Linked DNA regions of Mus musculus: regions 1 and 3 are each linked to region 2. The links are chromatin contacts, called in public Hi-C and HiChIP or PLAC-seq maps. All regions are on one chromosome and are shown on one strand. Each heading gives the region's core, a stretch centred on a gene start, on an enhancer-like site or on the middle of the called end of the contact. The rest is flanking DNA. Distances are from core to core; before and after follow the strand shown. Region 1 has its middle 48 kb from the start of Il1rl2. Region 2 overlaps Il18rap (interleukin 18 receptor accessory protein). Region 3 overlaps Il1r1 (interleukin 1 receptor, type I).

The links. A called contact is a pair of places that touch in the nucleus more often than the background predicts. HiChIP or PLAC-seq counts read pairs in DNA pulled down with a chosen protein or histone mark.
Region 1: a contact with region 2 is called in a Hi-C map of Th17 cells, with 6 times the contacts expected there. The contact joins two enhancer-like sites. A contact is called at or near these places in 1 of 39 promoter capture datasets (the 3T3-L1 cell line), 9 of 15 datasets of contacts at CTCF or cohesin (CD8 T cells, the G1E-ER4 cell line, the NIH/3T3 cell line and 5 more), 284 of 484 Hi-C or Micro-C datasets (the 3T3-L1 cell line, 3T3-L1-derived adipocytes, the 4T1 cell line and 147 more), 31 of 115 datasets of contacts at active chromatin or transcription factors (the 230-238 cell line, CD4 T cells, CD8 T cells and 22 more) and 5 of 9 other capture datasets (adipose tissue, embryonic stem cells, embryonic tail and 2 more).
Region 3: a FOXA1 HiChIP or PLAC-seq map of pancreatic cancer cells shows a contact between it and region 2. The contact joins two enhancer-like sites. A contact is called at or near these places in 6 of 484 Hi-C or Micro-C datasets (the BV-2 cell line, CD8 T cells, the G1E-ER4 cell line and 3 more) and 1 of 115 datasets of contacts at active chromatin or transcription factors (pancreatic cancer cells).

The regions. Positions count from the first base shown.
Region 1 is chr1:40,370,724-40,374,880 of GRCm38.p6, reverse strand. No RefSeq gene overlaps it. Among named protein-coding and RNA genes, the nearest start is that of Il1rl2, 48 kb to the right of the region's middle. Within about 2 kb of position 1,695, at least 14 of the 459 cell types and tissues checked have an H3K27ac peak or open chromatin away from gene starts, as enhancers often do. A contact at or near this core is called in Th17 cells, where this site is marked.
Region 2 is chr1:40,540,217-40,544,529 of GRCm38.p6, reverse strand. Il18rap (interleukin 18 receptor accessory protein) reads right to left here. Exons shown (of 13, transcript NM_010553.4): 10 at 2,492-2,643; 11 at 1,403-1,540. Among named protein-coding and RNA genes, the nearest start is that of Il18rap, 27 kb to the right of the region's middle. Within about 2 kb of position 2,194, at least 22 of the 459 cell types and tissues checked have an H3K27ac peak or open chromatin away from gene starts, as enhancers often do. A contact at or near this core is called in Th17 cells and pancreatic cancer cells, where this site is marked.
Region 3 is chr1:40,292,763-40,297,179 of GRCm38.p6, reverse strand. It overlaps Il1r1 (interleukin 1 receptor, type I), which reads right to left. Exons shown (of 11, transcript NM_001123382.1): 3 at 3,823-4,060; 4 at 3,533-3,722; 5 at 2,254-2,422. Among named protein-coding and RNA genes, the nearest start is that of Il1r1, 28 kb to the right of the region's middle. Within about 2 kb of position 1,824, at least 42 of the 459 cell types and tissues checked have an H3K27ac peak or open chromatin away from gene starts, as enhancers often do. A contact at or near this core is called in pancreatic cancer cells, where this site is marked.

The DNA of each region.
Region 1 (4,157 bases), core at 446-2,945, 170 kb after region 2:
GATGTATAGATAGATAGATAGATAGATAGATAGATAGATAGATAGATAGATAGACAGATAGATAACTGATTGATACATAGATTGATCTATATCTATATAGGTACAGATATACATTATACTTAAAGATACAGATATCTGATATATATGATAATATATAGACAGACATATATCTGATATACATAGATATTTCTGATATTTATACACCTATAGATGTCTATATAGACATGTCTTTATGTCTATAGAGAGACATAGATATAGACATAAATATAGATTTTTTTAATTCCAGTTGATCTTTCAAGGAAAGCCCATACTTGCCTGGAGCCCCTATGGAGTGAACATCAATGTCATCTCAAGCCATTTTCATGGGCAGATCATAGTGAAGAGGTCACAAGAAAGTGGCTTTGTGACTGACTTAGTCACTCCAGAGTAAGAGGGGCTAAGACTTTCCTGTCAGGTCCCCTCTCTGAGTTGCTTACCTCTCTCAGCTACACCTCCATTTCGGCTTTGGACACACAGCAGTGTGTGTGTGTGTGTGTGTGTGTGTGTGTGTGTGTGTGTGTATGTGTGTATGCATGTGTGTGTACATGTGTGTGTGTGTGTGTGTGTGTGTACATGTGTGTGTGTATGTGTGTGGGGGTGTGCACGTGTGTGTGTGTGTGTGTTTGTGTGTGTGGCTTTGGACACACAGCAGTGTGCGTGTGTGTGTGTATGTGTGTGTGCGTGTGTGTGCGTGTGTGTGCGTGTGTGTGCGTGTGTGCGTGTGTGTGGAGCAAGACATCTTTGTGGAGTTGGTTCTCTCCTTCCATCCTACCTAGCTTCTGCATGCCAGTCACCATGCAGAAAAGCACCTTCACCCTCTGATGGAGTGGAAATTTCTGGTTTCTTTGGAGACTCACTTGTGTCATGTGATGCATGTCTGAAAACTGTCTTCTGAGAGGATCTTTGCTGAGGCAGACGACACTTGGAGGACACAGGGTGTTTGGAAAGAGTAAAAGTGGAACCCAGCAGACAGTTCGCATTGGTTCCCCTTGCAAGGCTTTCCTGGTCTACATGATCCTTGCTTGTGCTGACTTCCTGGAGAGAAAAGCACCAAAGAACTTGTCTCTGGTATTCCGGCTGCTTCTTGCCGCTTCTCTGATTGAGCTACTGCTACCAATTCATGTTTGGTATTTTGGACTGGACTGCTGAGATCCTGACAACAAAGATTGTATCGCCCCAAAGAACTACTTCTAAACATGTCTACACCCCGCCTTGTTCTATTAAACATCTCTCCCCTCCTTTGGTTGGTGGGCTAGAAGGGAGATCAAAGCATTTAAGAACCCTTATCAAAGTAGGTTTTGAAAAATCTAAGCCTACACTCTGATCTGTCTCACCACCCCCACTCCTTCATCTTTACCATCTTGTTACATTTTAAATGTTGAGATAACTATTGGTTAGCAAACAAAGTATTGGGTTTCATCCATTTTCATATATGTTTATCGTTATACTTCACTCATATTCACCATCTGAAACCCTCTTCTGTTCCTTCCCTCTGCCTGCTAGTCACCCCTAGAATGCTTCCTACTCTGATTTCATGTTGTATATGTTGTGTGTAAAAGAGAATTATAGATTACCCCATCTTCTTTTTCCTACTCCGTTCAGCACACACCCATGGCCCTTGGAGGCCTCCCTGACACTTTATGACTCACGTTCTTAAAACACAAATTCTGCACTTAAGAGAAAACATGTGCTGTGTGTCCCTTGGGTCTGAATTATTCTGCAAAGCATGAGAATCTGCAGTTCTATCCTTTCCCTGAAGATGACATGATTTCATTCTTCACAGCAGAACAAAGTTCCCTTAGTGTACGGAGCACATTTTTTTCCTCCTCTTCTGTTCACACACATTCAAGTTGCTTCTGTATCTTGGGTACTGTAAACAGTGCATCCACAGAGATGTATCAGTATGTCTCGAGTGTGCTAACAGAGATTTCCTGGTGTGTACACCCAGGAGTGAGACACCTGGGTCATGTGGTAGGCCTGCTTGGGCTTCATTGTTTTTGTTAGGGTGTTTTATTGGTTTGAGGGAGCCTTCCATGTTGGTTTCCATAATGGATGCAGGAGTTTGCATCCCCAGCCACCGGGCATGAGGGCGTCACTCTCACCACTGACTGAGGTGCAGGATTAAAATCATGTGCACCAGGTAGCAGAAAGGTTTGAAGAGCTGCCTCACATGCACAGTTGACTGACAGTAGCTTGGCTGTGAAGAATCCTCAGCTCTCTTCCACCAGCCTTCCCCTGGGATTCAGCATAGTTTTTGATGGGGTAGCTGATGGTCTCCCTATTTTAGGCAGATAAATACTCCTTATCCAAGAGGAATTCATCCTAGAGTCCCCAATGGAGACTAGAACTGAGAATAATAACAAACCATATATATTCATACATACATACATACATACATACATACATACATACACACATATCCATTTACTCTATGAATGTTCCTATGATGCAGCTTAACTTAAACTTTTGATGCAGTAAGAGATTAATAACAATACCTGACAATTATAAAGATATACTTCAGCCAGAGTCACATGACTGTGAGCTCTCCTGAGCTTGAACTTGGCTACACTGACCCATCTCGGGATGATGGGATGACATTTATAGGAAGAACCTTGTCTTAGTCAGGGTTTCTATTCCTGAACAAACATCATGACCAAGAAGCAAGTTGGGGAGGAAAGGGTTTATTCGGCTTACACTTCCATACTGCTGTTCATCACCAAAGGAAGTCAGGACTGGAACTCAAGCAGGTCAGGAAGCAGGAGCTGATACAGAGGACATGGAGAGATGTTCTTTACTGGCTTGCCTCCCCTGGCTTGCTCAGCCTGCTCTCTTATAGAACCCAAGACTGCCAGCCAAGAGATGGTTCCCCCTTGATCACTAATTGAGAAAATGCCTTACAGTTGTATCTCATGGAGGCATTTCCTCAACTGAAGCTCCTTTTTCTGTGATAACTCCAGCTGTGTCAAGTTGACACAAAACTAGCCAGTACAAACCTGAACTACCAGCACGACTATGCTGACACTTTGGAGGCATCACTAAGTGAAATAATAGTTACAAGAGCTCAAACCATTGAGCGTCTAACTGGTGGGTGACATATACAATGTGGATACTTTAGACAAAGAGGCGGTTCATGTCCCGGCCACAGCCGTGCAAGATGCCATTACCATACTAAGAGTGGCATGAAGCTTAACAACTTAGCAACTCTTTACTTCTGGAATTTTCTACTTGATGGTTTTAGAATCCAGTGGACAGAACAAAGCAGAACAAAATCAAGTCATCAACGGGCGTAGGATCACACTACAAGAGATACTTTAGGCTTTTCTTCACCACCACTGCCTCTGGAACTCAGCTACAGAAGCTCTGGAAGCAACAGAGTCCTGTGGGGGAAAATTCCAAGTTTCACTGTGAGTACGCATGGAAAAAATGACAGTGCAGAGGCAGATGCTTATAAGGCTTCTGAACAGCTCATTTGGAATCACAGCTTGTAAGGGCCCAAAAGTCAGAAGGAGATTGGGCTGCTCAAGGGTGAAGAGCTCAAGGGTGAGTGAGGATACAGTTGTCTGGTGCTGTCTACCCAGCCTCATGTTTGGGAGCTCCAAGCAAGATGGCACTGTCAATGTTGGCTGTCTATTTGAGATATCTCCCGCAGACACTCTTATGACACGGCTTGTCAGGATGGGTGACAATGAAGGTCGACGCTGGCACCTCAGCCATCTTTAGCATACACTTGCCAGGAATGCCCTGCAAAACCAAGAGCAAGCAATTGGGCAAGTCAGTGGTAAGAGGCCATTGGGAAGGAAATGTCATGAATATTCAGGACGGTCAAGAAGGACGGTGGTGCTTCCCTCAGTGGGACAGGACAACAGCTATCAGGAATGTTAGGCAGCCTGGACCCTGCCTCGCTCATAGAATATGGGGAAGAGACACGTATTCCATAAGCTCTAATTCTGAGCATGCTGTCTCCAGGGGCATACCACTACCACACCCCACGCCATGTGTGTGTGTGTGTGTGTGTGTGTGTACAACTTTAAGAATCTGGAAGAAGGTTTAGGATTACCTGAAACTGTCAGCTATCCCCCAAAACCATTCAATGTCTACTGGTAGCTGAGTCCCCTTCG
Region 2 (4,313 bases), core at 945-3,444:
TGTGTGTGTGTGTGTGTGTGTGTGTTTGTGTGTGTTTGTGGGGGCGGGGAACTGAACTCAGACCTGAAACACTTCTTACTTTCTTTTCTTGGTGCCGTAATTTCAGCCTGCAAAAGCCACTGGCCTCAGAGGACCCTCCCAGTGAAGGTGCTTACACGGCAGGCAGACCTTCTGCTCCAAGCAGTAAAGTCAGTCACTGACACTGCAAATACACTGACCTGAGACTTGCTGAAGCCAGCAAAGCTTAAAGCAGCATTCTAGCCCATACAACATGATGGGTATTGCAACCATGTCTTGTGGGTGAATTAACAGAAGTGTCATTGGTAATAATAGGACTTGTAATTTGTGCAACTTACACTTGTTTGGGACAAATCCCTGACCTGGCATGCCTTGTTTTCATGTGGTAATAACCCAGGTGATGGGTTTCCTAAAACCAGACTTAAAGATTCAAAGTTAAGACACAGCCTCTTTGGGTGGTCTCATACGAAGATTATGGCTTCATCTTTCTCTGTCTAAGGGGACTGTGAAGATGGCAATAGTCAATACTCTGACTGGGCATATGACCCATCCTCAAGTGACATTCATCGCAGACCATACTGAGTTTCTATATACTTAGGTACCAGTCTAAAGGCAAACCAGGTCTAGCCTCAGTGAGCTCACATACTGTCCTCTGCCTGCTGCTGCGACAGTCCTGTTTTATGAATGAGGAGAGCGGTATATAAAGCTGCCACTTGCTGAATCACCCCAGATTGGTTAGCAAAGAGAATATTTCTAAGTCCCATAAATCCCACAAAAGTATCTTCTACAAGGTTCCTGGTAACTAGAATGAGCTAGAATTGTTTCTTCAGTCTTTCCTGGTGTAAAGCCAGAGCAAAAGGAGGAGAGGAAGGAGGAGGAGGAAGAAGAAGAGGAGGAGGAGGAGGAAGAGGAAGGAGGAGAAGATGAACAAGAAGAGGAGCAGGAAAATTAGAAGAAAAAAGAAGAAGAGTAAGAAAAGGGGGAGGAAAGACTAGGAGGAGGAGGAAGAAGAATTAGAAGAGGAAGAAGAAGAATAGAAAGAAGAAAAAGAAGAAGAGAAAGGTGAAGAGAAGGAGGGGGAGGAAGAAGGAGGATAAGAGGAGGAAGAAAAATTAAAAGAAAAAGAAGAGGGGGAAAAGAAGAGGAAGAAAAAGAGGAAGAGGAGGAGGAGGAAAAGAAGAAGAGGAAGGACCTAATCCTTCGAGATAAAACACTACCTATCAGGCATTAGCTACCTCTGACTTTTCTCATGGGCTCTGGCTGGCAGGAGGCATGTGAAATCACAACTAAGACAGTTCTAAGAAAAGAGAGCCAATAGATAGGGAATAACTAAGTAACAGTGTCTTGTCATTTAGACAGGGAGTGGCACACTGGGTGTTCTTACCCCCCAGAGTCTCATCTTTGTTCTTGTAGGTTCGACAGAGCAGGACAACTTCAATCCAGTACCAGTAGAGGAAAGCAGCTGCCACCAGAACGCCCACCAGCATCAAGGCCGTGCCGAGAAGGATGTATACAAACACCACTAAGGGAAACACAGAGATCTGAGCAAACACATCTAGACCAACACAGCCTATTATGTAATAGAAAGCCATGCTGCTATCTCTGTCATCTCAAGTCTGGATGGAATTTTCCACAATTAACTCTAGAGAGCCAGGTTGATGGGAAATTCCTGATGAGCTGACCTACGATGCTGAGTCATTTTACCTATTTTTGTTCCTACAAATGTCTATAGAGCTCATCTGTACCTTTCCTGTTGCCTGTTGTAAATTACATTTGCGGGTGCTCATCCCCATGGAAGTCTAAACATTCCTAGACTAGGAGTCACATCAGCACCTTGCACCCTCCATGACTCAACTTATAAATAAGGGATCTGCATAGGAAAGCTACCGTCATGGCACACTTACAGTGTCACACTATGGCCAGAGGACATTTACTCTGCTGGACTGTGTTCCAGTCATCGACTGAGCAAGTCCATGATTGGCCCAACCTCATCCCTGGACATCTTGCTAAGGATGGAACTGTTCCTCATGGGCATTTCTCAGAGTTCTTGTCATGGTCTCTGGAAGCCAGCAGGGGCAAATGGCAAAGAAAGTGATGTCTGCACACTGGGCTGTCCCAGTGGGTGGGGGTAGGTGGGGCTGGGGATTCTTGTAGGTACAAGAGGGATAAGTAGGTTAATTGAGTGCTTTAGGGAATGAGTAAGTGGGAAGGCTATATGAATGGGCAACAGCATGAACAGAAAGTCTGGGTGAGTTGAGTAATGGGTTCTTCTGCACACAAATTAGTTGTTACAAAGCTCAGGTCAAAGTCAGTTGTATGGTCATAGTCAAGGCCTTAAAGGAACTACCACGGCAAAGTGCTTTAGTGTCTGGAAAGCTTTCACAGCTAACACTGATGCTCTTTTTGGGAAAATGCCCCTTCCCCTTTCAAGAAGAACAGTTGTCAATCTCTGGGAACAAACTTCTAGGCTTACCCTCTTCCTTCTTCCTCAGCCGTATGGTCCGTGTTGTGTTCCCAATGGAGTTCTGGGCAAAGCAAACAAACTTTCTGCTGAGATCTCTCTGGGTAACTTCTCTCAAGAAGATGGTACGTTCAATGACTTCATTCTTGAAAGTGGATTGAATTCTAGAAAAGGAGGGGGAAATTCACACCCACTCAGGAAGATCAACTGCCATTCGTGAAGCTGTGCTCAGAAAGCTGACGAAGAGCCAGTAGGAATTTCTCGTAAGAAGACTGTAAAAGATCAGAGACAGACAGAGGAGGCTTGTTCTTCATCAATGGATGGAATCTGCTAAGGCTTTGCACTAAAGCACAAGTTACGTGTGGCCCTCCTCTGGACTTCACTGTAAGAGTCCCCCTTTGGGAATGAAGAATATTGATAATTTATGAACAGTCTCCCTCTGTAGACTGTTTCCTTCCCAAGCATGAAGCCCTAAATTTAATCCCCGGAGCACATGTAAAAAGCCAGGTGTGGTAGCGTGTACGTGTAATGCCAGCATTGGGAAAGCAGACAGAAGTGGATCCGTATGGCTCAGTGGCCAGACAGCCTAGTTCAGTCAGGAAGAAATTCTGCCCCCCACCCCCAACCCCAAACAAGATTAGTGAACTTTGAGGAATGAAAGATGAGATTTACCCCTAGCCTCCAAATGCAAGTACACATATGTCTACATACACCTACACACCTACACACCTACACACACACACACACACACACACACACACACACACACACATCATACCACACCACACCTAATTCCTCTTGAGGCTTGCTACCAGGTACTTGGCTGAGCACTGACTATGGACTCTTTAATCTCTTCCTTCCTCACAACACAAACTCTAAGGAGTCAGGATATGAACATCCTGACTTGGTAGTGTCAGGGGCAAAGTTCAGTGGAGGAAGAGTGGTGCTGGCCACAGTAGTGACATCATCATTACTGTGTGACTTTAGTATGTCCCACCTCCAGCCTGGCACCCAGATCTCTGACCCACCCAGAAAACTGACTTTCTGCATTTACTTAGTTCCCATTTTCTATGTCTGCATCATTCAGTGGTCACATTAAGGGACCATGTTCAGATGGGTCATGCCGCTGTGAGCCTACAATCAGTCCACAGAAGTTTTCTGCTTGCCACACATTCTGAGGTACATGTGGCTTCTACCTCATCTGTCCCTTATGGTGACCTTGAGAAATGAGGTTTTCTGTCATATACCTAGGAGATGGGGCCTCCCTCACAGAAGGCCAGAGTCACCTCGCCACTCCTGGAAAGCAGACTAAAATCCACAGGTGGGGTGGCTTGAGAATCTGGGCTCTGCCTCACTTCTCCTACGTAGAGTCTCATGCAGCATCCGTTTGAAATCCAATGTGTTCCTTGATGTTAGAACCTCTTGCTGAATGGCGTTTCCCTCAGTAAAATCTTTCCTTTACTGTTTATCTATACTTTTCAAAATATTACATTAGTCCAGTGAAATCCTTGAAAAACTAGAGAGAACATGCTGTGGATTCTTATCTGGAGGGGTTTCTAATACAGAAAATTGGTAGGACACATCTCCAATTGACATGTCTGACTGGCCATGATGGGTCCCAGATCCTTTGCTCTAGGATAGAGACTTACTTTTCTAGACATTGGAGGGCTTGGCTCTGAAGGTCTACAGTTTTCCTTTCAACTGGTCAAGTTCTCTCTCCTATAAACTCTGGGGAGTCTGTTAGTCACAGATAACAAATGAAGTCTAGTTATCATAAAATGTTTCAGCCTGCTAGTATTCCAAGACAGACATCTCTCCTCTAAGGCTCTATTCC
Region 3 (4,417 bases), core at 575-3,074, 250 kb after region 2:
CTTTCCTACAGACAAGACAGGACATGCTCAATAGATGACCACTCAAAAGTTACATCTAGCCAGTGCTTGTAGGGTCAAAGCAAGTGTTAAGATTTTATTTAATAAAATTAGTCCATGAAAAAGAAGTGACTATAAAATACAGAAAACTCAACTATGTGTATGGTCCTCCTATCACAAGCTTGCCTGGGATAGTTGCAACTGTGTCCCAACATAATTGCTTGAAGTTGATCCTTAAAAAAAAAAAAAAAAGTCCAGCTGATAGATCAGCTTCTTATTACTGAAAACCACCATTTACAGAAAGGTTAAATACTCTGCCTGTGGTGGTTTGAATATGCTTGGGCCAGGGAGTGGCGCTATTAGAAGGTGTGGCCCTGTTGGAGTAGGTGTGGCCTTGTTGGAGTAGGTGTGTTGCTGTGGTTTGGGCTTTAAGATCCTCATCCTAACTACCTGGAAGGGAGTATTCTGCTACCAGCCTTCAGATGAAGATGTAGAACTCTCAGCTCTGCCTGCACCATGCCTGCCTAGATGCTGCCATCTTCCTGCCTTGATGATAATGGACTGAACCTCTGAACTTGTAAGCCAGCCCCAATTAAATGTTGTCCTTTATAAGAGCTGTCTTAGTCATGGTGTCTGCTCACAGCAGTAAAACCCTAAGACACTGCCCATTCACAGGTAACTTGTAAAAGTGCAATTTGGTTCACTTTTGTTGAGAAACAGTTTTTAATATGATATATGGATGTGATGGGGTGGAGAGCCGTGAAAACATTAAGACTGGTCCTCACATGCCTGCTAACTGCACATCTGTTTCATAGCAAGGCCTGCTTTGCATCAGGCATGTGACCACAAGATGAGCTTACCTCATACCTAATCTTTTCAAAGCCTTACATGCCACACCATCTTCTTATAGAAAAGGAGATTCACTTAAAGATTAAGTGATCAAGGAAACCAAACAGTGCATTCTGGGTAGATAACATCTCCTGGCTCCTGGGAATCTATTCCATTGCATGACTGCTCTGTTGTACTTTTGGGTTTGCCTGTTACAGTCCTGGGAGTGGGACCCAAAGTTCCACACATACTAGACAAATGTCCCACCACTGTACTATATCTCCAATGTCAGTGACTCCCATAGAGTCAGACTCCCCCAGAGCATGCTCTCACACAGTAATGTACCCACTAAAGAGAGTCCGGGAGCTCCTTGGAGGAACTACCTTCAGTGATATCGAAGATATTTAACAAGATTGATTGGAAAGTATAATTCATAATGCATTTGTCTAATTAGCATTGCACCAGGAGCAGTAATGAAAAATATCCATGTACTACTTACTAACAAAAAATGAAATTAAGACCATAAGACTTTGCATTGTGGTTTGAACATGAACATGAACATCCCCCCACAGGCTCATGAGTTTGAACACTTGGTCCCCAGCTGGTACTACTATCTGGAAAGGTTGTGGAACCTTTGGTAGATAAAGCAGAGCTGGAGACAGGATGTCACTGTGTGTGTGTGGGGGGGGGGGGGAGTGAGGTTTTAAGATTTTATAGTTGAACCCATTTCTGACTATCTATCTCTATCATCTATCAATCATTTGTCTAGCTCTATCTCTCTTTCTCTATTGCTGGCTCTATATATCTATCTACTCTCTGCTTCCTCTCCCCGTCCATACCTCTACCTCCATCCCCCTCCCCTCCCTCTCTCTGTCCCCCCTTCCCTCCCTCCCTTCCTCTCTCCTTCCTTCCCTCATCCTCCCCCCCTCTTTCCAGTGTGCCCATGAAACATTATCATCCTCCTTCCTGACTGCTGGGCCCTCCTCACTGCTACCATACTGAGAAGTTCCTTTTTCTTCCTTCTCTCCCCTCCCCTCCTCTCCCTCCCCTCTCTCTCCTTTCCTTCCCTCTTCTCCTCCTTTCCCTCCCATCTTCTCCTCTCACCTTCCCCTCCCCCCCCTCTCCCCACTTCTCTCTCTCCTTCCAGTGTGCCCATGAAATCCTATCACCCTTCTTCCCGACTGCCGAGCTATCCTCACACTCCAGCTTCCATGCCTCCCTCGCCATAACCAACTGCATTCTCTCTGGACACATGAGTCAAAACAAACTGTCTCTTCCCTATTTTACTTTGTGTGACCAATAGACCTTGTGAGTCATTGACCAGTTCCTAGACTTAGTTCCTTTTTAGACAACAGAGCAATGATATCAGAACGGTGGTCTCTAAGGCCAGTCCACATGCCAACACCAGGGGTCAGAGCTGTGACTCACCTATTGTGATAAATTGTATTACTCGTGTGACCGGATATTGCTTCCCCCGGAACGTATAGGACATACGGCATATATAGTCCCCTCTGTGCTCTTCAGCCACATTCCTCACCAACAGTTTATCTTTTACTCCGAAGAAGCTCACGTTGTCAAGAAGCAGAGGTTTACAGTTCTAAACAAGAATAAATAAAAAGAGGCATGGGACAGTTAGGAGCTCCCCTGTGCAGTGGAATGGTTTACAGTTCTAAACAAGAATAAATAAAAAGAGGCATGGGACAGTTAGGAGCTCCCCTGTGCAGTGGAATAGGAACACAAGTTTTTCACTTCTGTTTTTCACAAATTCATGACAGAGAAAGTAACTGAAAGCTCAGTTGTATACAGCATGTTTTATCTCTATTTGAGGTGAGGGGGCATGGAGGGGGGGATAATTACATTTCAAAATTTGAAGCCCAGAGGCGTATGCCACAAAGACGGGTGAAGACAAATTTATTTCACAGAAGATGTGATTGAAGCAATAATGCTGACATTTCTCAACACCACAGCCCCTTCCTGCACGGATACTATTCATTTCATATTCTTTCATCTCTAAAAGATGATGTTCGCATGTAAGTTCCACCAGACTAGGTAAGCTAAAGGTAATAAAATACGCTGTGTTCCACCTACTGATTAAGTGGCTACAGACGCTACCATGTTACGTATGAAGCATTTAGCTTTTCATTAGTCTTTTAGGATTTATTTTTATTTTATCTTTAATTATGAGTGTGTGTATGTGTGCGGTAGAGGTTTGTGCACACGAGGACAGTACCAATGGAGGCCAGAAGGGGGCGGCAGGTGGATCTGTAATTATAGGCAGTTGTGAGCCGCCTTTTCTGTGCATGCTGGAAAACAAATTCTAGTTCTGTGCAAGAGCCATGCATGCTATTAATCCCTGAGCCATCCCTGCAGCCCCAGAACATATGTTTTTAATGAAACACAAAACACTATCTCTGTTATAAAAAGTTCTCTCTTAAGGGGCTTAAATTTCTAATCTATTCTCTCAAAGGATGTTCTAGCACTTTTCTTGAAACTACATCTTACTAAGGCAGATAGAGACAAGGGTTTTAAGATTCTAGGTAATTTGTAAGGATCAGTGAACATGATCATATTTTTTTTGTTCATCTCTCTATGAAGTTGCACCACTACAAAGAGAGCAATATTCAAGCAAATACTTTTGTAGATACATTTTACTGTTAGTAATGGAAAACTATGTAAAAGTAAAATATCACATTGAAAACGAAATTACCTTATACCACTGGACCTCGGGTAACTCATTATTTTCATCTTTAAAATAACTCACATAAGGGCACACAAGACTTCCATCCCCGGCAATGTGGAGCCGCTGTGGGAAGGTGGCCTGTGTGCTGTAACACAAGCCAGGGTCATTCTCTAACACAGTTACGGTTACTTTAGTTTTGAGGCAGTAAGTTGAGTTTCTAAAACAAAGTAAAAGATGGAAATTAATCATTATTAAAGTGTTTTTCTGTCCTTAACTATCATAGAAACTTAGGACATGTACATGCATCCCTTTCTTACCTTACTATACAATAGTAATATCCTGAGTCCTCCACCTTGGCAGGTACAAACCAAAGATGTTCATTCTGCTGATGAATCCTGGAGTCCCGGTCCGCTGATATGGGGGTCTTGCTGTCATTCTTGTACCAAATTATGGTGTCGCCGTGCATTTTATTTGGAGTAAGAGGACACTTGCGAATATCAATTTCATTTACAGATAAAAACAAAACGATCTGATTTGGATATTCTGTACATACGTCTTTAAAAGAGAGAAAGGAGAAGCAATGTCAAGAAGAGTTTCCAGTGTTTCTTAATGTGACTTACACATCTGAACTAATTTAGCATCATTGGTTAGTAAAGACACCAGCTCCTGCCATGTGTACACTCTCCAGTTGTGCGTTCAAGACCGTGGTCTTCAGAGTTTGAATCATTTACAGTCAGTTCCTGCTTTGTCACATGTTCCCTGTGGGCTGTACCCCGGGCAGGTTACTATCCCCTCTTACTTTCTCCCTATTCTTCTAAAGGGAGGAATAATGAAGGGGAAACAGTGACTTCTGTACAAAGGAGAAGAGAAGACTGAATATACGCCCTCCCACTTGAACAACTTATTTGGACA